Linked DNA regions of Triticum aestivum: all the other regions are linked to region 1. Evidence: chromatin contacts called from public Hi-C and HiCAR-type data. All regions are on one chromosome and are shown on one strand. Each heading gives the region's core, a stretch centred on a gene start, on an enhancer-like site or on the middle of the called end of the contact. The rest is flanking DNA. Distances are from core to core; before and after follow the strand shown. Region 1 holds the start of LOC123096752 (RHOMBOID-like protein 1). Region 2 holds the start of LOC123096750 (scarecrow-like protein 34). Region 3 holds the start of LOC123096749 (scarecrow-like protein 34).

What was found. Hi-C and Micro-C count contacts between places; a contact is called where the count stands out from the background. HiCAR-type assays count read pairs that join an accessible place to other places.
Region 2: a HiCAR-type map of leaf shows a contact between it and region 1, with 10 times the contacts expected there. The contact joins the promoter of LOC123096750 here to the promoter of LOC123096752 in region 1. A contact is called at or near these places in 2 of 5 Hi-C or Micro-C datasets (both in leaf) and 1 of 1 datasets of contacts at active chromatin or transcription factors (leaf).
Region 3: a contact with region 1 is called in a Hi-C map of leaf, with 7 times the contacts expected there. The contact joins the promoter of LOC123096749 here to the promoter of LOC123096752 in region 1. A contact is called at or near these places in 2 of 5 Hi-C or Micro-C datasets (leaf and an unstated tissue).

The regions. Positions count from the first base shown.
Region 1 is chr4D:122,903,722-122,907,207 of IWGSC CS RefSeq v2.1, forward strand. LOC123096752 (RHOMBOID-like protein 1) reads left to right here and starts at 1,750. Exons shown (of 6, transcript XM_044518520.1): 1 at 1,750-2,280. The coding sequence starts at 1,976.
Region 2 is chr4D:122,514,515-122,518,110 of IWGSC CS RefSeq v2.1, forward strand. It overlaps LOC123096750 (scarecrow-like protein 34), which reads right to left and starts at 1,582. Exons shown (of 1, transcript XM_044518517.1): 1 at 1-1,582. The coding sequence starts at 1,231.
Region 3 is chr4D:122,497,470-122,501,092 of IWGSC CS RefSeq v2.1, forward strand. LOC123096749 (scarecrow-like protein 34) reads right to left here and starts at 2,289. Exons shown (of 1, transcript XM_044518516.1): 1 at 1-2,289. The coding sequence starts at 2,180. The coding sequence ends at 42.

The sequences.
Region 1 (3,486 bases), core at 500-2,999:
AAATTGGTTCGCTGTTCCAAAAAGCACTAATGGTTGAGCAGTTAAGTTTTAAACTAGATTATGACAGCTCGGGCCCACTCGTCATGTTGACCCTTAGGTTTAAACGTTAGATTGACCGTTGACGGGTTATGACAGGCGGGGCCCAACTTTTTAAAAGAAGCAATCAGGTCCCTGTTATATTTTAAAAAAAAAAGCAATCGGGCCCCTGTGAAAAAATACAAAAAGCAATCGGGTCCTCGCAGCGAGCTCGTCGCCGGAGCCGATGTGTTGGTCTGCCGGTGTGCTCTGGCAGCAGCTGCGGCGCCATGGCCGGCGGCAAGCAGCAGCAGCTCGCAGCTGGAAACCACCCATCCTCCCAATTCACATCGTCGCCACTAACTGCTCGCGCGAGGGAGCACGACGCCCCCGTGCCATCAGCACCTACCGGAGTCCCGCCGACGGCCGGCGAGCAAGGCCCACCTACGAGCGTCGCTGCCCTGGCCGCTGGCTATGAGGGGCTCCTCCCGCACCTCCGTCGGTCTCCCGTCCAGCGCCTATTGTTGTCGCCGCCAGGATCCGCTCGCCCGCCTAAAAGTCGTCGCGCCGCCGCGTCTCGCCGGAATCCAGCGCCGCGCACAGGGTGTGGACTGCAGCTTCGCCCATTGCTGCCCGCCGCCACCCCCAGTGCTGCCCGCCGCCGCTGCTACTCTCCATTGCTGCCCGCCGCCGCTGCTAATCTCCACTGCTGCCCGCCGCCGCCGCCGCTCTCCGTTGCTGCCCGCCACCGCTGTCGCCGCCTGCCAACGTCGCTGCTGCTGCTCACTCCTGCGTCGGCAGCCCCGCCATGGTCAGCCATGGACGCGCATTGCGGCCGTTGGCAGCCTGATCTGGTCGGGGCTAGAGCCGGCGAGCTCATCCTCCCCTCCCGACGGCCTCAAGTGCACCTCCTCCCCCACCCCGCCTCCCCTCCCGATGGCCTTTGACGCGACTTCCCCTCGATGACGGCCATGGACGGAGGAAAATGAGGCCAGCGGTGCTAGGGAAGAAGGGGCAAAGAAGAAGCTGACATGTGGGCCCACTGTCATAACGTCAGACTTAACGGTCAACCTAACAATCAAACAAACATGTGGGCCCACCCCGTCATAATCCGAATCAAATTTTAATCATCGAGTCATTAGTGTTTTTTGAAACCGCGAACCAATTTTGTGATAGTTTTTTGAAAGATTAAAAATAATAATAGTTTTTTGTAGGCATAGCATGCGGTAGTTTTTTGCTATATACTCTGAAAACAGGTGGTTCCGCAAACGGGTGATTGCTGCAATTTGCGCATGTGTCGCCGCGAAGCAAACCCGATATGGTTGCACCGATGGCTAAAGCTGGCGTATATAGCGACAGATGGATCGGCAGTGACGGATGACGAATGCTGGAATCATGGAACTTACTCGTAGCTGGCTAATTAGAGAAAGAAAACCGCTTTCCAGCCGTGCAGACGATCCACTTTTACCCAAGTAAGTAAGGAGCTGATTTGCAGATGCAGCAGATGAGACGCTACATTGCTGGCTCCATTCCCATTTCGCAGCCGGAGTTGGCCAACCCACCCACCACCGCCCACAACGACTCTCCTTCAAGCCATCGCAGGAATTTCACTATCCTTTTACTTTATTTATCCATCATTTTCCTCCTCGGCTACGCAACCCGACGCAGCTGAAGCAATCTCTTTCTCTCTCAAGCTACCACTTCTCCTTCCTGTCTGTGTGACCCTGACAGTTGTAGCCGCAAGGCAAACAGAGTCAAAGAAAGCAGACCAGCACAACGCGGCTTCCCCTCCCCTCCCCTCGCGGCCGAAAGGAAGCGTCTTCTTCTGCTCTGCTGCCAGCACCAACACAAGCCAGGCCACAACTCTCTCCCGTCCCCCACTCCTCACGCCTCGCCGCCCTCCCTCGCTTCCTCCGCCAGCCTCCTCCCCCCTTGTCGGGATCCCTCCTTCTCCCACGCCATGATGAAGCCCGCGGGCGCGGGCGCCGGTCCGGGCACTGGCACCGTCGAGGTCCGCGTCGAGCGCCCGCAGCGCCCGCCCGTGCACCCCAACTCGGCACGCCTCAGGGCGCGCCCCTACTACCGCCGATGGACGCCCTGGCTCGTCCCGGCCGCCTCCATCGCCTGCGTCGCCGTCTTCCTCGTCACCATGTTCGTTAACGACTGCCCCAACCGCAGCGCCGGCAACTGCACCGCGGGCTTTCTCGGCCGATTCGCCTTCCAGCCGCTCAAGGAGAACCCGCTCCTCGGCCCATCCTCCACCACGTACGCAAGCTGCTACCCTCCTCCTCCTCTTCTTCCTCCCCCCTTCGTTTGCTTCCTCCAACTGTGCATTTCCTTCCTTGCTTAGAGGAGGACAGTGAGTCTAGTTAAAGATTGACAAGACTTAATTTCCGGTTCCCCTTTCTTACTGACCAGTACAATTGCAAACAGCAGAACCAACTCGATTTACTCAAGGATTATATATTTTTCTTCTTGTTGACATGTTTAAGACCTCGTGTGTTTACACTCGAGCAATTGAGGTTGATCCTCAATTAGGTTGGTGAATTCTATTTTGCAATTGGAATTGGGACAACTACTGATGCTTCCGTCGGCGACATACTGATTCTTTTTTTCCTGGGTTTGTGGATGAGGGAATTTTGTGACCTAGCAATCCACAAGTCTTTGAGGGGAAACTTGTATAAGGTACACAAACATTCCGAGTTTCAGACCATCTAAACAATCAGTCGATCCTCTAGGTGTGAACTCTGCAGGCCGATCTTTCAATGTATCTAATCAAGTTTAGGATTCTGCTTTTTTCTTTTCTCATCAAATAAAACTAAAGCCTTCTTACCGAGTTGGTAATTAAGCTGGGGTTACAAGAGTATTCTGAAACTGATCATTAAGTACCTTTCCATCAGGGACAGGTGTTATACTTGTAAGTTCTAGTTTCTCTAATGAATGGGCAGAGCTCCTGCCGTCCATTTCAAAGAAGAAACTAACAGCTGAAATATTAAATGTCGACGTGAGCAATTTGCTTGCCAAGTCAGGTGTATGACATCTTTAGACTTGGTATTGGCTTATGTAGCTTTGTTAACTTTAGTTGATTTAGATCCTCTGCTCGTGATTGGTGTTGGTGATGGCTTGAGAAAAAAATCAGATTATCTTGTCAACCGTTCTAGGTGTTGATGGTTCTGTACCATTTGACTTTAACAATGTTACTGCACAATTGGACTTTTATGGTGTTGCCCGCAATTTGACTTTTATGTTATTTTGGAAGTGCAAATACAATGAACAGCAGTAGTTGCACGCTGTGTTTACAACTAAGAGGTGAGGATTATGCCACATAGCCACAAAATGTTACTCCCTCCGTCCCACAATGTAAGATCGTTTTCCAAGTTATGTTAGCTTGAAAAACGATCTTATATTGTGGGATGGAGGGAGTATTAGATTATAACCTATATGTATTCTTCGGTCTTGATTAGAAGTATA
Region 2 (3,596 bases), core at 332-2,831, 390 kb before region 1:
CGCTTGCACCCCGCCTCCCCCGCGCTGCCTTGCCGGTGCCCTTCCTGTGGTTCTTCTCGGCCTCGGTGCCCATTGCTATGTGCAGATCCTCTATCCCCTTCATGATGATGTCGTGGCCGTGAAGCATTATTTCCTCGACCATCTCGCCTACCCCAGTTTCCTCCTGTTCCGGCATCATCAGCTTGCATCTCCTGCCAGCCTCCGCCTCCAAGTCTTCCACGCCATGCCTGTTCTTGCGCCCCCGGCCATTACTGAACATCAACATTCTGAGTCTATCCACCTCCTCCTTCTTCAATTGGTCACCGGTGAAGTCGCGCGGTACCGGCCTGTTGGAAATGGCGTCGAGGGTGTTGTTGGTGGGCAAGAACTTGTTGGCCTCCTCCATGCCCTTGCGAAACGCCATGTTGAGCATGTCCACGTCACCGTTAGTCTGGCCATTGAAGAAGGCCGAAGCCGGGGTGCCTGGGCCACCTCGGCAAGCCGGCTGAGTAGCCGGCTTGGCCGCCTTCTCCGTGCCATTGTTCGACAAGGTCTTGGCGTCCTTGGCGGCGCTACTATTCGCGAAGGTCGCAAAGCTCTGAATGCCCGTGCTGCGGCCGTTCTGGCCAGCGGGGGCGACGAAATGGTCGTTGTTGCCCCTGGAGAGCGCCGGAGTGTGCCCGAAATATCCCGAGGTGGGCGTGCCGACGCCGGAAAAGAGGAGGTTGTTGGCACCGTCGACGGGGAAGCCCAGGCCGATGTATGGGGGGGAGTGGAGGGGCTGGGAGAGATCGATTCGCTCGTAAGGCCAGGTGGGATTGGCGGGGCCGAAGGCGCCGGGTGAGGAGGAACAGGAGGTGGAGTGGGCGGTGTTGGTGGCGGAGTGGGAGGAGGAGGTCGATTTGCCGGTGTTTGTGGCAGAGTCGGAGCAGGAGGAGGCCGATCTGGCGGTGGCAGAGTCGGAGGAGAAGGTGGAGCTGGCGACGGCGGTGTTGGCGGAGTCGTCGGTGTTGGAGTCGGAGATTATCTGGGCGAAGTGGTGCTGCGCGGAGAGGATGGCGGGGTGGTCGGGGTATTGGTAGAAGAACTTGTCGTCGATGTCCTCTTCCATGAGCATGCGCGAGATGAAGTCGAGGTCGTCTGAGGCGGGGGCGCGCGGGGGCGACGGCGTTGGCGGCAGGTCGAGGAAGAGCGACGGGGAGAAGGGCTCCGCGTCCCCCGCCCGCAGGAACTCGTCCGGCGTGGCGGCCATGGCCCAGGCCCAGGTGTCTGGCGTATATGGACGGAGGCGCGATGACGGTTAGCCAGCAATAGCAACAGTACTAGTGATGTTCTGTGGAGGGGGACTGGATGGGAGATGAGCTGGGCTATAATAATGAGATGGGGGAGTGGTTTGAGCTTGGCGTCCAAGCAAATCAAGCACGGCGAGGATGAGGAGAGCTCCGGCGCGCGGCGGAAGGTCGGGGAAGGTTCCGGGAAGGAGGACGAGATGCAGATGCAGATGCGGCTGCGGCTGCGGCTGCGGCGCGCGGCGACGACAAGAGGAAGGGATGGGACGAGGACGACGCTCGCTCGTAGAAAGTCGTAGTGGCCCCCCTGGTGGCGTTGGCGTCAAAGCCGCACGGGCACGTCGTTCGCTTTCATCTGGGCCGTTGGATCCACGAGCCCGCAAGGTTGAACTGGTCAACATCCATCAGGGGAGCACACACTGTGCATTTATGTGGGATCCTATACACCCGCTGTTGTCAACTGGGCCTTCTGTCGTCGCGCCATGTAAGCGATGGAGACTTCGAGGAGAGGGGACATGGCCGGTGAGACACTTGAAAAAGCTTTGCAATAAGTACGAGCAATCAGAAATAGCATCCATCCCCATACCGAATCCAGTAGATCATCTCCAACTGACCGACCCAAACGAACGTGAAATGTGTTGTCTTTTATCTGGTTGGGTGATTAAATGAACGTCCGTCTCATGTTCGCCATTTCATGGTCCATGATACTGTTGAGAAATTAAGTAATTGTTCGATTAATTTAATTCAATAATAAATTATTAACATGACATAGGCAGTGCTAATGACATACTGAATTTTGATGATGTACCGTGTACGCACGTACTAGGCAGATAGTAGAAACATCTATGCAAACCACTAGTACTGCACACATGAAAATAAAACAGGAGCGGGGTAAATGTATTATACCCTCCAGTAGGCCAGTCGGCCGTAGCAGCAGCGGAGGCGTTGGCCTCATCGGTGATCCTCTTGTCAGCAGCGGCCTTCTCGGCAGCCGCGTGATCGGCAGTCGCGTAGGAGAGGCTCCCCAAAAACCTAATTGCCTCTCTCCCGTACAGGATCTGGAGAAGCGGGGTTTTGGAGGCCTTCTCTCCTGTCAGTCGTGTACGCGGTAGACGGCATGGGATCACCGAAGGCAGCAGCAGTGAAAGAAACGACCAGGGAGCAGTGGAGGTGTGAAGTGTTGTATCTTTGGTTGAGCTGCGATGCCTCATATATATATAACCAGTCGGGTAGGAGAACGGTCCAGCAATAAAACCGTTTAATTACAGACGTTTCATCTCCATAAAAACACGTTTAATTACAGACGTTTCCATCTTCATAATAAAACGTAATGGACTCTCCAATTTTGACCGGCAAAACATTGCATCGGCTCGGCTCATTCCCGCAACCCGCGGCGCGCGCGCGTCGTGACGAGGCGGGCGGTGGAGGAGGAGGAGCGTGCGTGTGGAACACCTCTCCTTCCTTCACACCAACTCATACTAGTGGGAGAAGAGCTCACCTTATAAGTTGGTGTAATCTCTCTCAACTAGCCATGTGGGACTAAACTTCCCACCACTCCCTTGACAGCTGGGTCCTTAGGGATTTTCTGAAATTGTTAAATGGGCCTATAGCCCAACTAATATTCAGCAATCCCCCACCAGATCCCGAAGGCCCATGGTGTTGTCCTATGTTGCAAACTCTGTTTTAATATACCGGTATTTTCAGTGGAGACCCGTTAAGGTTGAACATCCACCTAGAACAAATAGCTACACTCCTCCACAAGTGAACAATGGACTAGGCCTTGAATTGTCAATTTGGCGTGAAGGAGTTTCACCAAGTGTCTTACCAGTACAAGGCTGCCGAAGGCTGACCCCTCGGGTGGAGCATATTGGTCACTCCTGGCCTGTTCATGAACTTACTAGAGATTACCCTAATCTCATAGACTATGACCAGTAGTCAGGCTCATATAGGTGTGTTCCTCCAAAGATCGCTCTGTAGGATAGCATCTTACTTTTACAAGCCTTGGAACACAATAAGACAAAATTCAACCTGCCATACAGTTACCGAGAGTTGTGCATCTCCAACGGAGTGGGTTAGTTAAAATACTCTCCTCAGTTAACCACTAGCTTGTTTTCCCATGTCCTACTTCACGGGATCTCCGATCACATAGGTTGGGTTACTACCATGGCAACTCATGTGGGTCTCATATCCATCTCCCTCGATGCATTATCTATCACAACATGCGATAGCCCTTTGTAAAGGGATCTGCCAGATTCTTAGCCGTTTGGACATATTCCAACGCTATCACTCCGGAGTTTCTTAGTTTTCTGATAGCTTTTAGTCTCATTC
Region 3 (3,623 bases), core at 1,039-3,538, 410 kb before region 1:
TCTATCTATGTCTATAATCAACATTAGATTGAGAAAACAAGCTATGTGGCATCAGCTGCAATCCATGATGACCAAGCGTAGAGCACACGCCCCTTCCACCTGTGTAGCAACCACCGCTGATCCGCATCAACAACAAAGTTCCTGTGGTAGTTGTCCTTGACCTTGTCCAGCACAAGCTTAACAACCTCTGGGTTCAACGGCAGCTGCCTCAGCCCAGCCCGGTGGTTCCGGAGCTGCCACTGCTTGTACGTCTCAGGGCGCTCCACCCGGTCGGCGCCTTCACATGCGAGCACATTCAGGCAAGACCGCCCGAAGATGTCGCGCTCGAGCAGCAGACGCCCTTCGTTGTCCCGGGGGACGGTTGTGTCCAGCAGGTCGAACTGGGCCGAGTAATGGAACAGCGCCTCCCGGAACCGTGTCAGGAAGGATGTAGCGCCGTATGAGCCATTCATAATGCCATGGATGAACACATCTGGACGCATCTTCCTGATGTTGTTGAGGACCTGATCCCTTGGGCTTGGACCATCAAAGCCGAGGCTTTCGTCCATCAGGTGCCTGAATTGGCAAAGACTGATCACCACAAGCACCTCGTCCCGGTCGATGTTCAGGTCCTCCGGCCGGACAGTCTCCCGCTTTGCTGGGATACCACGGAACTTAAACGGCACGCCGAACACGCGGGCGAAGTTGCTGAGTCTGCGCCCCGTCTCCTCGATGTGGTAGGCTCCGTGGAACCCAGGTTGAGGGAGGTCAATGCCGGTGATCCTCACCTCCGGCGGCCCACCTTCTCTAGCCGCGAGCATGCGTAGCAAACCCGGCCACTGGAGTCCTTGATTCAGACCATAGTCCACAATGTGCAACCGTCTCTTACCGGCCACAGCATTGCAGATGGTCTTGTCGGCGAAGATGTAGGCCACCTTCTTGCAGCAGCAAGCCGCCATGTAAAGCTGGTTGGCCTTGAGGAAGTCGGCGACCGAGATGCGACTTAGGAGGAGTGACTGGTACAGCTCGCTCCCCCTACCCGCCAGCCGTGCCTCCAGCCCATTGGCGAAATAATGCGCCAGCCTTTGCCCTGCGTCCCCCTTCGGGGACGAATGCTGCCTGATTCGCTTCAGCAGCTCAATGGCGCTCTGGCGGTTGTCCGTGGACAGCGCCTGAGCGCAGTTGAGCAGCAGCGTGTGCAGGTCCACCATCTCCCTATCATCGACGGCCTTTCTCGACCGGTCCTTCTTCCGGCTGTTCTTCCCGGGCTCGCCGTCCGCTGCGGCGATCAGGTTGTGAGTCCCCTTCATGCATATCTCGTGTTCCTGGAACATCATTTCGTCAAACATCTTGCGTTCCTCCTGCTCCGGCATCATCAATTTGCTGGGCCTGCCCACATCCGGCTCCAGTGGCAGTGCGGCCCTCTTTTTCTTGAGGCTGACAGCATTCCCGCCTCCCACCACTGTCCCCTCGTTGATTGGCGGCAGGCTGATGTCGGGCGGCAAGAACTTGCTAGCCTCCTCCATGCCTTTGCGGAAGGCCAGGTTGAGCATGTCCTGGTCGCCGGGCAACAAGTGACTGAAGAAGTCAGAGCTCGGCCTTTTGGCCATCTCGTCGCCGTTGAGGAGCCCCGAGCTGTGATTGTCCGGGGAGGCGGAGGCATGGCCGTTGACGTCGGTGTAGGGCGGCCGTGAGATCTGGACTGGTGCGTCGTCGGGCGATGCCGATGCCGATGCAGTTGCGGTGCTGGGGGTGGTGGAGGCAGTGGCGTCGGAAGAGGAGGAGGGCGAGGGCGAGGAGGTGGAGCCGCTGGCGCTGGCGCTGTCGGCGACGTCGACGAGGATCTGCGCGAAGGGCTGCTGCGCGCGAAGGACGGCGGGGTGGTTGGGGTAGAGGTAGAAGAGGTGGTCTTCCGTGCCCTCCTCCATGAGCAGGCGCGAGATGTAGGGGAGCACCATGTCGTCGAAGGAGGAGTGGCCGTCGTCGTCGCGGGGCGTCGGCGGCAGGTCGAGGAAGAGGGACGGGGAGGGCGGCTCGAGGCGCGCAAGGAAACCCTGCTGCCCCAGGAACTCCTCCGGCGTGGCGGCCATTGCGCTTCTGGTTGGTACTTGCCACTGGAGTAGAGTAGCTATCAAGGCTGCGTTGGACATTACTCCGCTGCATTTCTTCTTCTTTAAAAGGATAGGATGGGATGGAAGCATGGGCACGGAGGAGGGAAGGTTCCAGGAAGGAGCCTTGCAGTGCAGTGAGATGAGAAATGGAGGAGGAGGAGAACAAAATGAATGAAGCTGGCCCGTGCAATGCAGTGCAGGTACACCAACCCAACCCTAGCAAGCAAGCAAGCAAAGCAGAATACGTATGGGAGAGCAGCTTTAATGGGGCGACTCATTTCGTCCGCGGCCGTCTGTTTGGGTCGGCGCGGACAGAAAAGGCGGCCCAACGCGCCGACCCAAACGGACGCGCGTCGGTTTTTCGTCCGCGGGCGACCCATTCCCGGCCCATTTTTAAACCTGATTTGCGTCGGCGCGGACGCGCGCGCGGTCGCCTACTCCTGTCCCCGGGCCCGTTGGTCTGTGGCACATTGGCCTCCCTCCCTCAGGCCAACGAGCAACCCTCGCCCCCGCCTCCTCCGTCGCCGACGCCGCCGCCCATTTTTGCGGCGACTCTTCCAGCTGCCGCCGCCTCCACATCCGCCCAGCAACGCTGCCTCTGTCCCCAGTCGCCCGCCGCCGCCGTTTTGCCGCCGGGGAGCAAACTGGTTCCCGCCGCCGCTTCCTCCGCACCGCCGCCCGCGACCAAGAAGACGCCTCGCCGCCCCCGCCACATACGACCGGCACGCTCGTCGGACGCCGTCACACTCGTCGGACGCCGGCAGGGCAGCTAGCTGGTCTGTGCGCGCCGCGTCTCCCCTCGCCGGCCGTCTCCTTCTTCGTCACCCGCAAGTTGTTCGACAGTTTGCCAAGGTACGAAAATGGACTCCGCCGACGAGTTCTTTTTTCACAATTTCATTTGCGACTCCGACGATTCGTCGTCTGATGACGAGGAGGAGATATTGGCTGCCGTGTTGGTCCATCACCACATCAACAACCAGCGGCCGTTGTGCCGCGGCTCCATTCCGGGCCACCTTCCGGCGTTGAATCGTAACCGAGAGAGTGGGCATTTCCTTCTCTGAAAGGACTACTTTGATACAACAAACCCGTTGTTCAAACATCACAAATTCCGCCGCCGGTTCCGTATGAGTAGGCATGTTTTCAACCGTATTAGAGAGGGAGTGGTCGGCTATGATGACTACTTCGAGTGCAAAGATGATGCCGTCGGCAAGATTGGTTTCTCCTCTTATCAGAAATGCACTGCGCGCCATCCGAATGCTTGCATACGGAGTGCCCGGTGATCTCATTGACGAGTACGTCCGTATGAGCGAGTCTACATGCCTAGAGTCCCTGTATAACTTCTGCAAGGCTATGATTGCTGTGTTTGGCCCTGAGTACTTGATCGTTTAGTATGTTGCTATTGCTTTCTTCATGACTTATACATGTTCCTATGACTATGAGATTATGCAACTCCCGTTTACCGGAGGAACACTTTGTGTGCTACCAAACGTCACAACGTAACTGGGTGATTATAAAGGTGCTCTACAGGTGTCT